Regions from separate parts of the Sus scrofa genome. Here region 2 is linked to region 1. The links are chromatin contacts, called in public HiChIP or PLAC-seq maps. All regions are on one chromosome and are shown on one strand. Each heading gives the region's core, a stretch centred on a gene start, on an enhancer-like site or on the middle of the called end of the contact. The rest is flanking DNA. Distances are from core to core; before and after follow the strand shown.

Evidence for each region. HiChIP or PLAC-seq counts read pairs in DNA pulled down with a chosen protein or histone mark.
Region 2: a contact with region 1 is called in an H3K27ac HiChIP or PLAC-seq map of alveolar macrophages. The contact joins two enhancer-like sites. A contact is called at or near these places in 2 of 2 datasets of contacts at active chromatin or transcription factors (alveolar macrophages and skeletal muscle).

What each region holds. Positions count from the first base shown.
Region 1 is chr1:252,509,929-252,516,372 of Sscrofa11.1, reverse strand. C1H9orf84 reads left to right here. Exons shown (of 26, transcript XM_021085151.1): 15 at 1,547-1,725. Among named protein-coding and RNA genes, the nearest start is that of C1H9orf84, 42 kb to the left of the region's middle. Within about 2 kb of position 3,217, at least 1 of the 83 cell types and tissues checked has an H3K27ac peak or open chromatin away from gene starts, as enhancers often do. A contact at or near this core is called in alveolar macrophages, where this site is marked.
Region 2 is chr1:252,825,294-252,831,737 of Sscrofa11.1, reverse strand. It overlaps SUSD1 (sushi domain-containing protein 1), which reads left to right. Exons shown (of 16, transcript XR_002337296.1): 15 at 6,247-6,340. Among named protein-coding and RNA genes, the nearest start is that of SUSD1, 130 kb to the left of the region's middle. Within about 2 kb of position 2,302, at least 20 of the 83 cell types and tissues checked have an H3K27ac peak or open chromatin away from gene starts, as enhancers often do. A contact at or near this core is called in alveolar macrophages, where this site is marked.

The DNA of each region.
Region 1 (6,444 bases), core at 1,968-4,467:
GCTGAATTATTTTTAAATAAGTAAGCATTTGCCAAGTAAATGAAGTATGAAAGGGTATTGTAGGCAGAATTAAAAGCCCAGAAGAATGACTCAGTGGGTGTGTTGCAAACAGTTCCATGTGGCTAAATTGAAGAGTACAAGGAGGAAAACAATGAGAGCTAAGCCTGAAGACGTAAGAAAGAGCCAAATCATGAAAAGCCTTTTAAGCTACACAAAAGAAGTCCGTCCCTGTTCTGTAAATGATAGGGAACCATGAAACAGGCAAGCTATTGGATCAGGTTTGTCTTTCAGAAAGTTACATCTAATGGCAGTATGAAGAAGCAGTGGGAAGTTTGGAGATAAGGAAGCAGAAAGAACATAAGTCAGTCTCTAAATTGCCCATCATTCTAGTTGTATTAATATAATATAGAATCAAGGTGCACACAAGATAAAAATATGTACATGAGCATAAAAAAGGTTGATTACTGATTTCAGGATACATACACATGTGCCCCTCAATAAATTACAAAGAAGAGGAATAATAAAGATTTATGATAATATCTAAGACAAGTAGAAACTATACAGAAAAGTTATAAAGTTTTCTCTGCCAAGAAATTTTTTTAAACAGTTACCAAAAATACCTTGGGGAAAGTAAAGCAAAATTATAAAATTATTTGAAAAAAAATATTTATTTGGTAGATTTTAAATGCCGTATTTTCAGTCTTACTATTGTCCATTTCATGTGTCTTGGATTGAGCCAAGTCTGTTAGATACTGCTAGGAGTTTCTATTCTTTCTTGCATCTCCTATCATTTCTATGTTTTGTTTTTGCTGTTGTTTTGGATGCAGGAATATAAATAATGACTATCTTCATTGTGTTTTATAGAACTTAACATTATAAATATCTTTCTTTGTCTCCTTTAAATATCGTTGGTCTAAATTGAGACTCTACACTTATAGAACTAGCATGTAAGTGTTTAGGAAGAAGACAAAAACATTTAACAAACCAGAAGGCAGGAAAGGATGGGAAATATTCAGAGACTATGTAGAATAGGTCCGGTTATATTAGCATTATGTGGCTTAAGAGACATTTGGTATATATTTCTCAGCTTCACTTAATTTTAAGGTTTTTGTTAGTTGATATCTTTAATCAAAATCAGAAAAGTAGTTCTCGTTGCGGCTCAGTGGTAATGAACCCAACTAGTAACCTTTAGGATGTGGGTTTGATCCCTGGCCCTGCTCAGTGAATGCGGCCTTGCCATAAGCTGTGGTGTAGGCTGCAGACGCCGCTTGGATCTGGTGTTGCTATGGCTGCTGTGTTGGCCAGCAGCTGCAGCTGCAGCTGCAGCTCCGATTTGACCCCTAGCCTAGAAACTTCCATACACTGTAGGTGCGGCCGTAAAAAGACCAAAAATAAAAAATAAAAATAAAAAGATCAGAAAAGTAGTGAAGGAAAACTTAACTGCCTCTGCTTTGACTTTTATTTCCTTTTAGGTTTTACCATGGCGTTTCTAAAAGAATAAAAAGACACGCTTTTCTCTTTTTTCCTACTTTTTTTTTTTAAACAGGATATTTGTCAAATGCAAAAGATATCTACAAAAGCATTTTAGGCTCCTATTTGGATGACATTTGGCGACAACTGGAGATTGTACGGTTTATTAGGGAAAAAAAGCCTGATACCAACTACAGGTTACAAGAATTGCAAAGTCAGATACTAAATTGGATGCAAAGTGAACAGCAAATTAAGGTTAGTACTGAAATAAAGCAGATAACAACAATCAGCTTAAATAAGAATTGGATAGAAGATAAAATTTTGTATTTAACTTGAAATTATGAAATAGTTTTTATTTCAGTATACTATTTGGTCCTTTGAGAAGTTTTCACCTTAAGTAAGTTAACAGGACAGAATCAGACCCAGAGAAAGTATCATTTGTATCATTATTCATATGTCTTGAGTTTTAAAAATACTTTAATTTTATTATACACAGTGTTCTATGGATTAGTCCTTCAAATCTCAAAAATTTTGTATTCTACTTAAAAGTTCATGAACATATACCCACAATAAAACTATAATAATTAATTTTTAGATATTGAGCCAGAATCTGATACAATTCTTTTTTTAAAAAAGCAGTTCATTCATTCCTTGGATTATATTGGAAATTTTTGCCCACTCTCCCTCAAGCATTGAAAGAAGTTTGCATGGGAGTTCTCTTGTAGTATAGTGGGTTAAGGATCCAGTGTTGTCACTGCAGTGGCTTGGGTTTGATCCCTGGCCCAGGAACTTCCATGTGCTGCAGGCATGGCAAAAAAAAAAAAAAAAAAAAAAAAAAAAAAAAAAAAAAAAAATTTCATAAATAAAGATTTAAGAGAAAATACTTTTTAAAATCTTTTAAAGCAGAAAAGCATCTGAAATGCTTTACACTAAATATGCAAATAAATTTGGCCTTTTTCTTCGTTTTTCTCTCTCTCCCTCCTACTCTATGGTTACTTGGGTAACTTGCTTAAGTCTTTAAAGTGTATTAAACCAATTAGTAAGAAATTTAGAAGTGGGGAGTTATGTCGGCATCATGACAGGATGAGATGCTCTCTTTGTCTCTCCCCTTCAATCTACAACCAGTAAAACATCCACAACTCAACAAAAGTGCCTCTGCCCAACACACCAGAACACTGGAGCATTCTACACATCTATACATCTCAAGGTGGGTGGAATGGAATACATAGAAGAGGTAGAACTTGGGGATCAGCATAGTCAGTCACTGCAGTTCTAGCCCCTGGGCTGTGGCAGCTGAGCCCACAGACCCAGAGAACCCAATAGCAGCAAGGGTGGTAGCACACATGACCCCAGCCTCCCACTTGCAATGGAGCCAGCAGCCACAAATAACTGGGCAGTAGTGGCAACAAAAGCCTGTTACACACTCCAGCTGCAGAGGGGCCCGCAACTCTGGCTACCCACCCTCCAGCTGCAGTAGGCGAGCCCAGAAACCTGACAAGACCAGACCAGGCAGAGGTGCACGTGATCCTACGTCCTACCCCCTGCTGTCCTCCCCACCACAGTGACAGAGCCTGTGACTAAGGGGATCCCAGATGAGGCCACCAACTTGGTACCTCAGGCAGTGACACCAGTGATTCCAGCAACAGCAAGGCACCAACAACCCTGGAGGCACAAGCAGTGATAACTTATGCCCTGGGTGACAGTTCTGACAGAGACTTTGCGGGGCAGAAAGTGCCAATACAACCAGAGGCAGCCCAGGTAACAGGAACCAAAAACTTGTTCTATGGTGCCACCTACTGGAAAATAAAAGAAAGGCCTCTAATTTGTGAATTGTTCATTAGAATCAAGTAAAAACAATTATTTTTACCTAAAGAAGAAAGTTGTTCACTACTTCAAATGTGCCAGCTGAGGAACAACTTATCAAGCATCATGAAGAACTACAGTAACACTGAATCACAAAAACGAAATGACAGTTCACCAGAAACCAAACTTAAAGTCATGGAATATTGCAGTCTGACTGATAGAGAATTCAACATAGCTGTCATGAAGAAATTCAACAAGGCACAAGAAAACTCAAAGAGGAAGTTATATGAGCTCAGGAATAAAATTAATGAACAGAAGAACAAAGAGCCTGAAACTAAAAAAGAACCAAATTCTGGAGCTGAGGAACTCAATAAATGAGATGAAGATAGCATTAGAAAGCATTGAAAATAGAGCATATCATATAGAAGAGAGAATTAGTGAGCTCAAAGATAAAAATCTAGAAATGATACAGGTAGAAAAGAGAAAAGAATTAAGACCTTAAAAAAAGGGAGTTCCTGGAGTTCCCATCGTGGTGCAGCGGAAACAAATCCAACTAGGGACCATGAGGTTACAGGTTCAATCCCTGGCCTCACTCAGTGGGTTAAAGATCCGGCTTTGCCTTGAGCTGTGGTGCAGGTTGCAGACATGGCTCGGATCTGATGCGGCTGTGGCTGTAGCTGTGGTGTAGGCCAGCAGCTATAGCTTCAATTTGACTGCTAGCCTGGGAACCTCCACATGCCGCAAGTGCAGTCCTAAAAAAGCAAAAAAAAAAAAAAAAAAAAAAAAAAAAAGATCTTAAAAAAGAGAAAATTCTATGAAAGCTATCTGACTCTTTTAGGAAGAGCAACATTAGAGTAAAGGTTATCCCAGAAGGAGATGAAACAGAGAAGGTATCATAGAGTTTATTTAAAGAAATCATAGTTGAAAACTTCCCAAATCTGGAAAGGGAACAGGATATACAAGTCTTTGAAGCTAAGGAGAACACCAAATTACCTCAATGCAAAAAGATCTTCTCCATGACACTGTCAAAAGTCAATAAAAAAAGAATTTTAAATGCAGCCAGTGAAAAAAGGTTGGCAACCTACAAAGGAATATCTTTTAAGCTCTCAGCAGATTTCTCAGCAGAAATCTCATAGGCCAGGAGGAAGTAGAATGACATTCTCAAAATACTGAAAGACAAAAATGGTCATGCAAGAACACTAACAAAATGATAATTCAGACATGAAGGAAAAATATGGGTTTTCCTAGACAAACAAAAGCTGAGGAATTTTATCAGTGCTAGCCCTGCTTTATAAGAAATGTTGAAAAGGAGCTCTTCTACCAGAAACAAAAAGGCAAAAGTACATACAACTTCAAGTAAGGTAATAAATAGACAAGGAGAAGCAGAAAATTGCAACTCTATCAAAAAAGGTTTTTAAGCACTTTATTGTATCAGGAAAGAAACTATGGCAACTTCAACTTGGTAATGAACACAATATAAAAAGGGATAATTCGGAGTTCCCGTCGTGGCGCAGTGGTTAACGAATCCGACTAGGAACCATGAGGTTGCGGGTTCGGTCCCTGCCCTTGCTCAGTGGGTTAAGGATCCGGCGTTGTTGTGAGCTGTGGTGTAAGTTGCAGACACGGCTCGGATCCCGCGTTGCTGTGGCTCTGGCGTAGGCCAGGGGCTGCAGCTCCGATTCGACCCCTAGCCTGGGAACCTCCATATGCCACGGGGAGCGGCCCAAAGAAATAGCAAGAAAGACCAAAAAAAAAAAAAAAAAAAAAAGGGACAATTTGAGACAACAAAAACCTAAAAAGGGAAGAGGAAAAGAGAACCTGTGTAGAAAATGAAGATAAAATTGTATCAGCAGAAAAGGACTATTTAACCTATGAAACATTTTACACAAATTTCATGGTAACTACCACGCATAAATCTAGCACAGAGACATAAAGCATAAAAAAAAAAAAAAAAGAACTGAGAAAAATGTCATAGAAAGCTACCAAACCAAAATGCCAAACAGAAACAAGGAAAAAGAAACAATGGAGATATGGAGCAACCAGAAAACAAAAGATAGAATGGCAATACCAAGTTCTCATCTATCAATAACCCCCCCAAATGTAAATGGGTTGAATTCACCAATCAAAAGAAACAAAGTGGCAGGATGGATCGAAAACCAAGAGCTAGAGAGGATCAAGTGGCAGCAGAGTAAGATGTAAAACAATTCACATAGAACATCGACTGAATGCTGGCGGAAGAACATAAACCTCCAAAAAGGGCAAGAAACTCTTGACTTGATTGGGCAAAACAAAAGAAAAAGAGAGAAAAAAAGAATCAAGACAGGACTAGCATTCCTGAGTGGGAGCTGTGAAGGAGAAAAGGAACCCATACCCTGGGAAGCTGCCTAACCAGCGGGGAGATCAGCCAAGACAGAGGGACCTCAAAGTCGCAGAGAAAAGCGCAGTAGCTAGACTGAGGAAGGCAAAGTAGAGTGGGGGCCGCAAGATCATCTGTACCACCTCCTTGGACACCACAGCCTGAGACACTTGGGCGGGGGCTGCGTGCTGAGACAGGTTCCTGAGGTCAGTTCTGGGAAGAGGACTAGGGTTGTATGTGTAGGGACAGCCTGAGGGGCTAAGGAGCTGTGTGTAACGGGCTGGAGAGTGGTGTGCTATAGGACGGAGAGTGGAAAGTCACGGTAGAGAGAACCCAGGAGGGGGTCGGGGCCCACCAGCGAAGCAAGGCTCCGTTGTTGGGGAGGTGAGAGGAGGAGGGGCGGGCCACTACAGGCATCTCCCTGTGCATGCCCAGGCTCTCAGAGAGCAGGGCGCCTCTGATGCAGGCTACAGGTGGCAAGAAGCCACATGCTCTGGGCTACGGGAGACTGGGTGCTTCTTGCACAGGCTGCAGGTGGCCAGGCACCTCTTGTGTGGGCTAAGGGCAGCAGGAGGCTAAGTGCGTCCCTGATCTACAGGTGGCAGGAATGGACCTTGGCAGTCATCTTGGAGGCCAGAGGGAAGCGTGGTCTTCCACCACTGGGGTCCTGTGAGTGGGCTCCACCTGTGGCCCCAGTCATCTCAGGGGTCAGCAAAAGAAAAAGAAAAAAATAAATAAAAGAGGGCACTGCAACTGAGCACTATCCGTTGTGGGCTTCACCCCCCTGGGAAAACACCCGCCCTCCTGCTGTATAC
Region 2 (6,444 bases), core at 1,053-3,552, 320 kb before region 1:
CCAGAAATCAGGTCAAGTTTATGACCTTCTGAATCCTGACCTTTTCCTGGTGGTTCATTCCTCCTAGCAACAGCCTGGGGAATTCGGCTCTTAGCCCAGAGTATCACTTTAACTCCTCACATCCTGTCCCTTGCCTCAGAGCAGCAGAAAGCAATGAAAATAGGGGGATGAGGAAAGGCCCACATAACCCAGCTTCCAGGCGGGCGCCAGGGAGTGGGGCCTTACAACTGGGGGCTTGTTACCCTGTCAGGGGAGGGTACCTCGCAGGAAATGTTTGGGAGCAATGTGGAGAACTAGGCTTCCTTCATTCCTTTGCTTATCCCCTAGCATCATTTCTCAGCTGTTTATCTCTACTCCCACCAGCCTCAACAAGGGTAGGGAACATGGCTTTTCAGCTGGTCGAGGGGCGTTCCTGTCAGCCTGTCAGCCATCTTGGATTGCAGACCGCTCGGCGGGGAGCGCGGTGCTCGCGCTCTCTCAGGTGTTTTTGAGAAAATAATTTACACGTAACGTTGGGTGAGTTTAAGAGGTACCACGTGATGATTTGATTCACACGTATATTGCAACATGACTGCCGCAGGAAGATTAATTCATCCTTCCATCTCCTCACATACTCCCCATGCATATGTAATACGCATAAGGTACATGGATATGTGTTTTTGTATATAGTACATGTGCGCATGTGTGAATGTTGACAATCTACTCCCCTGGCAGCTTTTCAGTATACAGTACAGTATCGTTAACTCTAGTCACCACGCTGTACATTAGCTGCCCAGAACCTGTTTGTATTACGACTGGACGTTTGTACACTTTGATCAGCATCTGCCTATTTCCCTCACCCGTTAGTCCCTAGTAACCACCATTGGACTCTCTATTTCTATGAATTCTGCTTTTTTAGATCCCACATGCAAGGGAGGTCGTACAGTCTATGTTTTTCTCTGACGTATTTCACGCAGCACAGTAAGTGAGGGCCTCTCCCACGAAGATGGGTGCTGTTGCGTGTCTGCATACAGATCGGCTAGGCTTCCTTTCTTGGAACTGACTGATGACCGCAAGAAACAGTCACCCATCTGACACTTGGAAATTTTTCTGCCAGTCCATTCCCAAAAGCTTGAAGGGCGGACATGGAGTTCCCACAGGGAAAAGAGGTGCTTTTATCAGAAGAATGGAGAGGTGCAAGCATCCTGGAGAGGCACAGAAACAATAGCTTCCAGAACCCACTGCTTCAGCAGCTGTTTGGTCTGATTAACAAACTCAAATTGGGTAGAAGAAATGGCCCAGGGGCGGACTACAGTCTGTGATTAAGTTCACAGGAAGGACTTTGCTGTGGACATATCCAAGTGGCTTTTGGCGGTGCCTTTCCCCCCTCCTAGTGAAAGAGAGTTTGAACCTTCTGAATTCAAGCTGCTGGAAAGCTCTGAGATAATAGAAAACCCAGTGTTCCATTGGAATTCCGAAGGCAGTTCTAGTATATATGCATCTGTGTACAAAATTCACCTGGGTTGTGTGCTCACCTGGCCGTCTCCTTTGGCAAAAATGTCGGAGTCTGCCTTTCAGAAAGTAATTTGGGCAGAAGTAGGATCCAAATGAGTCCTGAAGTTGTTTCGGGTCACTCGTGCCAAGGAGCAGCCCCATGCTTGTCCTTGCGTGCTGACGAATCGTGCTATTCCAACCTTTTGCACATTTGCCCCCCACAGAGCTGTGTCATCGCGACCAGGGAGCCAGCAGGCCGTCGGTTTGATGGGAAATGCAGAGGCCTGGGCTTCCCTGCCCGAGTCCTACTGCTAATCAGCCGAGGGTCTTGGAAATTATATTTCACTTGGCTGGTTCTCTACTGCCTCCCTCCAGGATCACTGTGATCCCTTCCAGCCACAAGGTACCACGAGTGTGTGCTTTTTTGAGTCCACAGAGCGAGGTCATTTGCTATCCGTGAGATGATGATAAACTCCCGTCAGGAAACATTCGTTAATCACAGGCATGAAACCTCTGAGTCATTAGTGACTCCTTCCCTTTTAGCCCACATCTTGCTCTTGGGCAGGCCTCTCTAATTTTCATTTCTGTGTTCACTCCCTGAGCAGAGGCCTTTATCTGTAGCACGGACAGCTGGTCAGCCCCCTTATCTCCCATGGCAGCGTTCAGGGCATCCCTCTTCACTCCGGCCAACATGGCCTCTGGACGTGGTCTTCCCACAGCGTGTGAAAGTTCCCAGGCCAGGGGTTGAACCCGCGCCACAGCTGTAACCAGAGCCACAGCAGTGACAGTGCTGGATTCTTATCCCACTGAGTCACGAGGGGACACTGGACATGTTTCTCAAGTGCAGCCCTGACTTCATGATTCCCCTGCCAGTCCCTCCAGAGCCACCAGTACTCTTAGTCTGGTTTCTAAGGCATCACTTGGACCCCAGTGTATGCTTCTGATTAACCCTCTCATTCTTCTCCATTCAAACTGGTGTGCTAGCTCTTTGGATACAGCCAGAGGAAGTCCCCCGCTGTCACAAGATCTGAGAGGACAGGTGGGGCCTTTCTAACTGGCTCTGCAGCACCTGTAATATTTGCATTCGTGAAGGGGTTAAAGATAAGGACCCGGAAGCTCTTTCACTCCTGAGCACAATAGCTCTTCAAGGAGCCACCCTACAGAGACTAGTGGAGTTTAAGCCACATGGATTTACTTGCATTAAGAATGAGTCACTGAGACTCTGGGAAATAACACATGATTCACTCCAGTTTCTTAAAAAAAAAAAAAAAAAAAATTCGATAAATGATTTAGAAGAAAAATAAGTATGGTTTCATGGCATGAGACCACGGAAGGGAGGGTAAGCAGAGGGTGTGGCAAAGCTCTAATCAGTGTAATTCACCTTGGCCGGTTGTAAGTTTTCTCAGTCAGGAATTAATGTGGGAAGTCCCTAAAGAAGCATGTGGCTACACCATGAGTTCTCTTGATTGGATCGACTCATGTCCACAGGGTATATATGCAAAGCAGAAAAAGAGTGTATAACCAGAAGCTGTTCTACAGCAAGAATTGTGCCTGGAGCTACAAGCCAGGTTGTGTTTTGCAGAATGAATTAAAAACACTCTGAGTACTTACCTCTAGAGTAAGGGAATAGTTGGGCTTCCTGCTCAGGGTGAAAGAGGGCCTGTGAGTGGATAGTCAAGAGGAAGTCAAGTTCCTCAACTCTTACCTTGGCTTCTCTCCTGTTTGTGAGGGGACATTGGAAAGCAAGCAAAACACTAACTGCCCTCTGTAAGTTGTAGGTTTCTGACCTGATAAGAACATTCTAGAAGGTTCATACAATTTGCAAATGAGATGGATAAACCACTGCAAATGATCTTTGAGAAATCTTTTTTGTGTGTGTCTTTTTAGGGCCACACTCATGACCTCTGAGTGTTCCCAGGCTAAGAGGTGAATTGGAGCTGTAGCTGCCAGCCCATGCCACAGCCACAGCAATGTGGGATCTGAGCCATGTCTGCATCCTACACCACAGCTCATGGCAACACTGGATCCTTAACCCACTGAGCAAAGCCAGGGATCAAACTCGGGTCCTCATAGATACTAGCTGGGTACATTACCCCTGAGCCATCATGGTTACTCCTGATCTTTGAGAAATCTTGATGAAGACTGGGGATGAGCAAAGAACATGGAACTTTGCGTAAAGGAGATAGATTTTGCAAAGCGAGGATGCTGATAACTTGAAGTCAAGGCCAGGCACGATCTTCAAGAGATGGCTCTGTGTGTACCTGGGAGAAGAAGCTGCAGTTCCCAGCAGATTAGGCGAGACTGCTCTTCTTTTTTTTCTGGTACAGAGTCGCTAATTGGTAGGGGAAAGTGGCCAGCACAATGGATTCTGACTTCAGCCAATACTTAGCAATGCCCTGTGTACCGTGTGGGGAGAGGACAGCTGTGTGTGCGCTTAGAAACAGCTTGTTCCTATGTAACTTATTAACGAATGGATGCCAAATCCAGGAACATGCAGAATGTGGGTTAGTGTCCACAGTTATCTTTAGCTCACCGTCTTTATCAATCAATGATTCAAATTATGTAGAAGGTGAAACTATAGAGGAAAAAATGCAGAGAAAACATTGATGGCTAAAGTGTAGAGGAACACTGGGTAGACTGGATGAAATGAGCTGGTTAGGAAAGTACCAGCTTCTTTCCACCGAATCCAGTGATACATCCTCTCTTCAAACAAACAAACAAAAAAACTGGGGAATTTAGTACACAAAATGGCTTCTCAATGTTTTAACTTGCATTTTTACCACTAAGAGAGAGAGCAGTTGATCAAAGGTTTGTCAAGCACCTGTAATCATGTTTTTATTAGTGATGTACCTTTTGATAGACTCTGCTCACTTTGCTATTGGGGTATTAGACTTTTCCTCATTAACTTGTAACACTATAGGTTAACCCCTTGCTTATTAATTATCCTCATTATTTTACCCAGTTCTCCATTTGCCCTTAAAGCTTCCTCCTGGTCGTTTTTGGTGTACAGAGGAATATGCTTTTTAAAAAATATGGTCACATCTCTCATTTTCTTATTTTAAGGTTTCTGCTTTAATAAATATGCTTAGAAAATTCCTACCTGCTTTAATATTAGATGAATATTCCCTTGCATTTTGTTCCAATTCTTTAAGGTTTCAGCTTCAGTCTTTCATCCATCTGGATTTTTATATTGGCATAAACTCTAATGATCGAAATTACTTTATTCTAAATGATTCGCCAATTTTCTCAACGCTAGTTACGGATAGTGTTATGAATAACATAACATTTCCACAGTGATCTGAAACAGTAACAAAACAGTAATGTTTAACAGTAGCTGTCACTGGCCAATTGCTTACTGTGTGCCAGGCACAGTTTTAACGTGTCGTAGCTCATTTATTTCTGACAATAGCCTTATAAGGTGATATTATACCACCCCTCAGGGGGAAACTGGGGCACAGGATGGCTGAATAACTCATCCAAGTTCATACAATTGGGCGGTGATGGGGTTCAAATATAGCCTTGGACTACCTGACTCCAGTATTCAAGCCTTGAAATTATTTTATACACTTGGGTGTGTTTCTGGGCTTTCTGTTTTATTCCATTGTATTCATTCCTCTGCTGATACTGCCTTGTTTTATTTTTACTTCTATTTATTTATTTTTGGCTGTGCCCACAGCATGCAGACGTTCCCTAGGCCAGGGATCGAGTTGCACCACAGCAGTGACCCAAACACAGCAGTGACAACACCAGATCCTTAACTGCTGGGCTGCCAGGGAACTCCTGTTGCTGCACTGTTTTAATATCTAATAATTTAAGTCAGTCCTCTAATTTTTTCTTTACTAATTTCTAGTTTAACCACAACTCCTCTTCCCATTTTACAACATGGCTTCTTAAAATGCCAATGCTCTTTTCTCCTGAATACCAAAAGCAGCCAAACAACAGAAGCTGTATTTTTCTAAAAAGTCTCTTGACAACACTTTATTTATTTTGCTTTTTAGGGCCACATATGCAGCATATGGAGGTTCCCAGGCTAGGGGTCTAATTGGAGCTATAGCCGCCGGCCTACACCACAGCCACAGCAACACCAGATCAGAGCCGTGTCTGCAACCTTCACCACAGCTCACGGCAATGCCCGCTCTTAACCCACTGAGCGAAGCCAGGGATCAAACCCGCCACCTCACGGTTCCTTGTCAGATTCGTGAACCACTGAGCCATGAGGAGAACTCCTCAAAGAGCTTTTACATCAGTTTCATATTTTATCCTCAGAGCGGCCAGCATCCCTTGTTGATGTGTAGGGAACATGACAGATGACTCTACCCAGCAGAGGATTTGCTGACTATATTTGACCACTGGAGCTAACTATCATTTTTGGAGAAAAATCTATATGATATCAGAAGGATATCTTCCCCAATGCAAAAGAAACATTAAAATCTATCACGTGTGATTGACATGAGAGAGGACCAGCACACACACCCCCCCGCCCCACAGTGTGCCGCATTGGGGTGCTCAACAAGATCGGCTTTTAACCTTTGCAACTCAAATGTATCCGGGTTTTACGCTTCCTTTTCAGAAATGCCACGGAATGGTGTTTTCCTGAGGCCCTTGTCCTCAGGGCCAGCTTGGGGCACTGGGGCACTCTGGGCATGGTTGGAATGGTTTGTTCACTGGGGCCAAGCTCTGGTTACAACAGAGTGTGCACGGGTGGGTCTGCCCCTCCTGGTTGGGCCGGGATTCGGTGTGCCATGGGTTCAGCATGTGGTTTTTGTCCCGCAGATTCATCACTGACGCTGCAGCAGGTGGTGGGCGTTGGGCTGGGCTCCATGGCTGCTGTGATTGTTCTCGCATTCCTCTCCTTCTCAGCAGTGTGGTATGTGAGACTGTCATTTTTGAGAAATGAGTGGAATGGAGGGAGGATGGGGTTGGAATCCGGAAGAACAGCTGCGGTGGAGGAGGGTCAAAGGGGAGATGGGG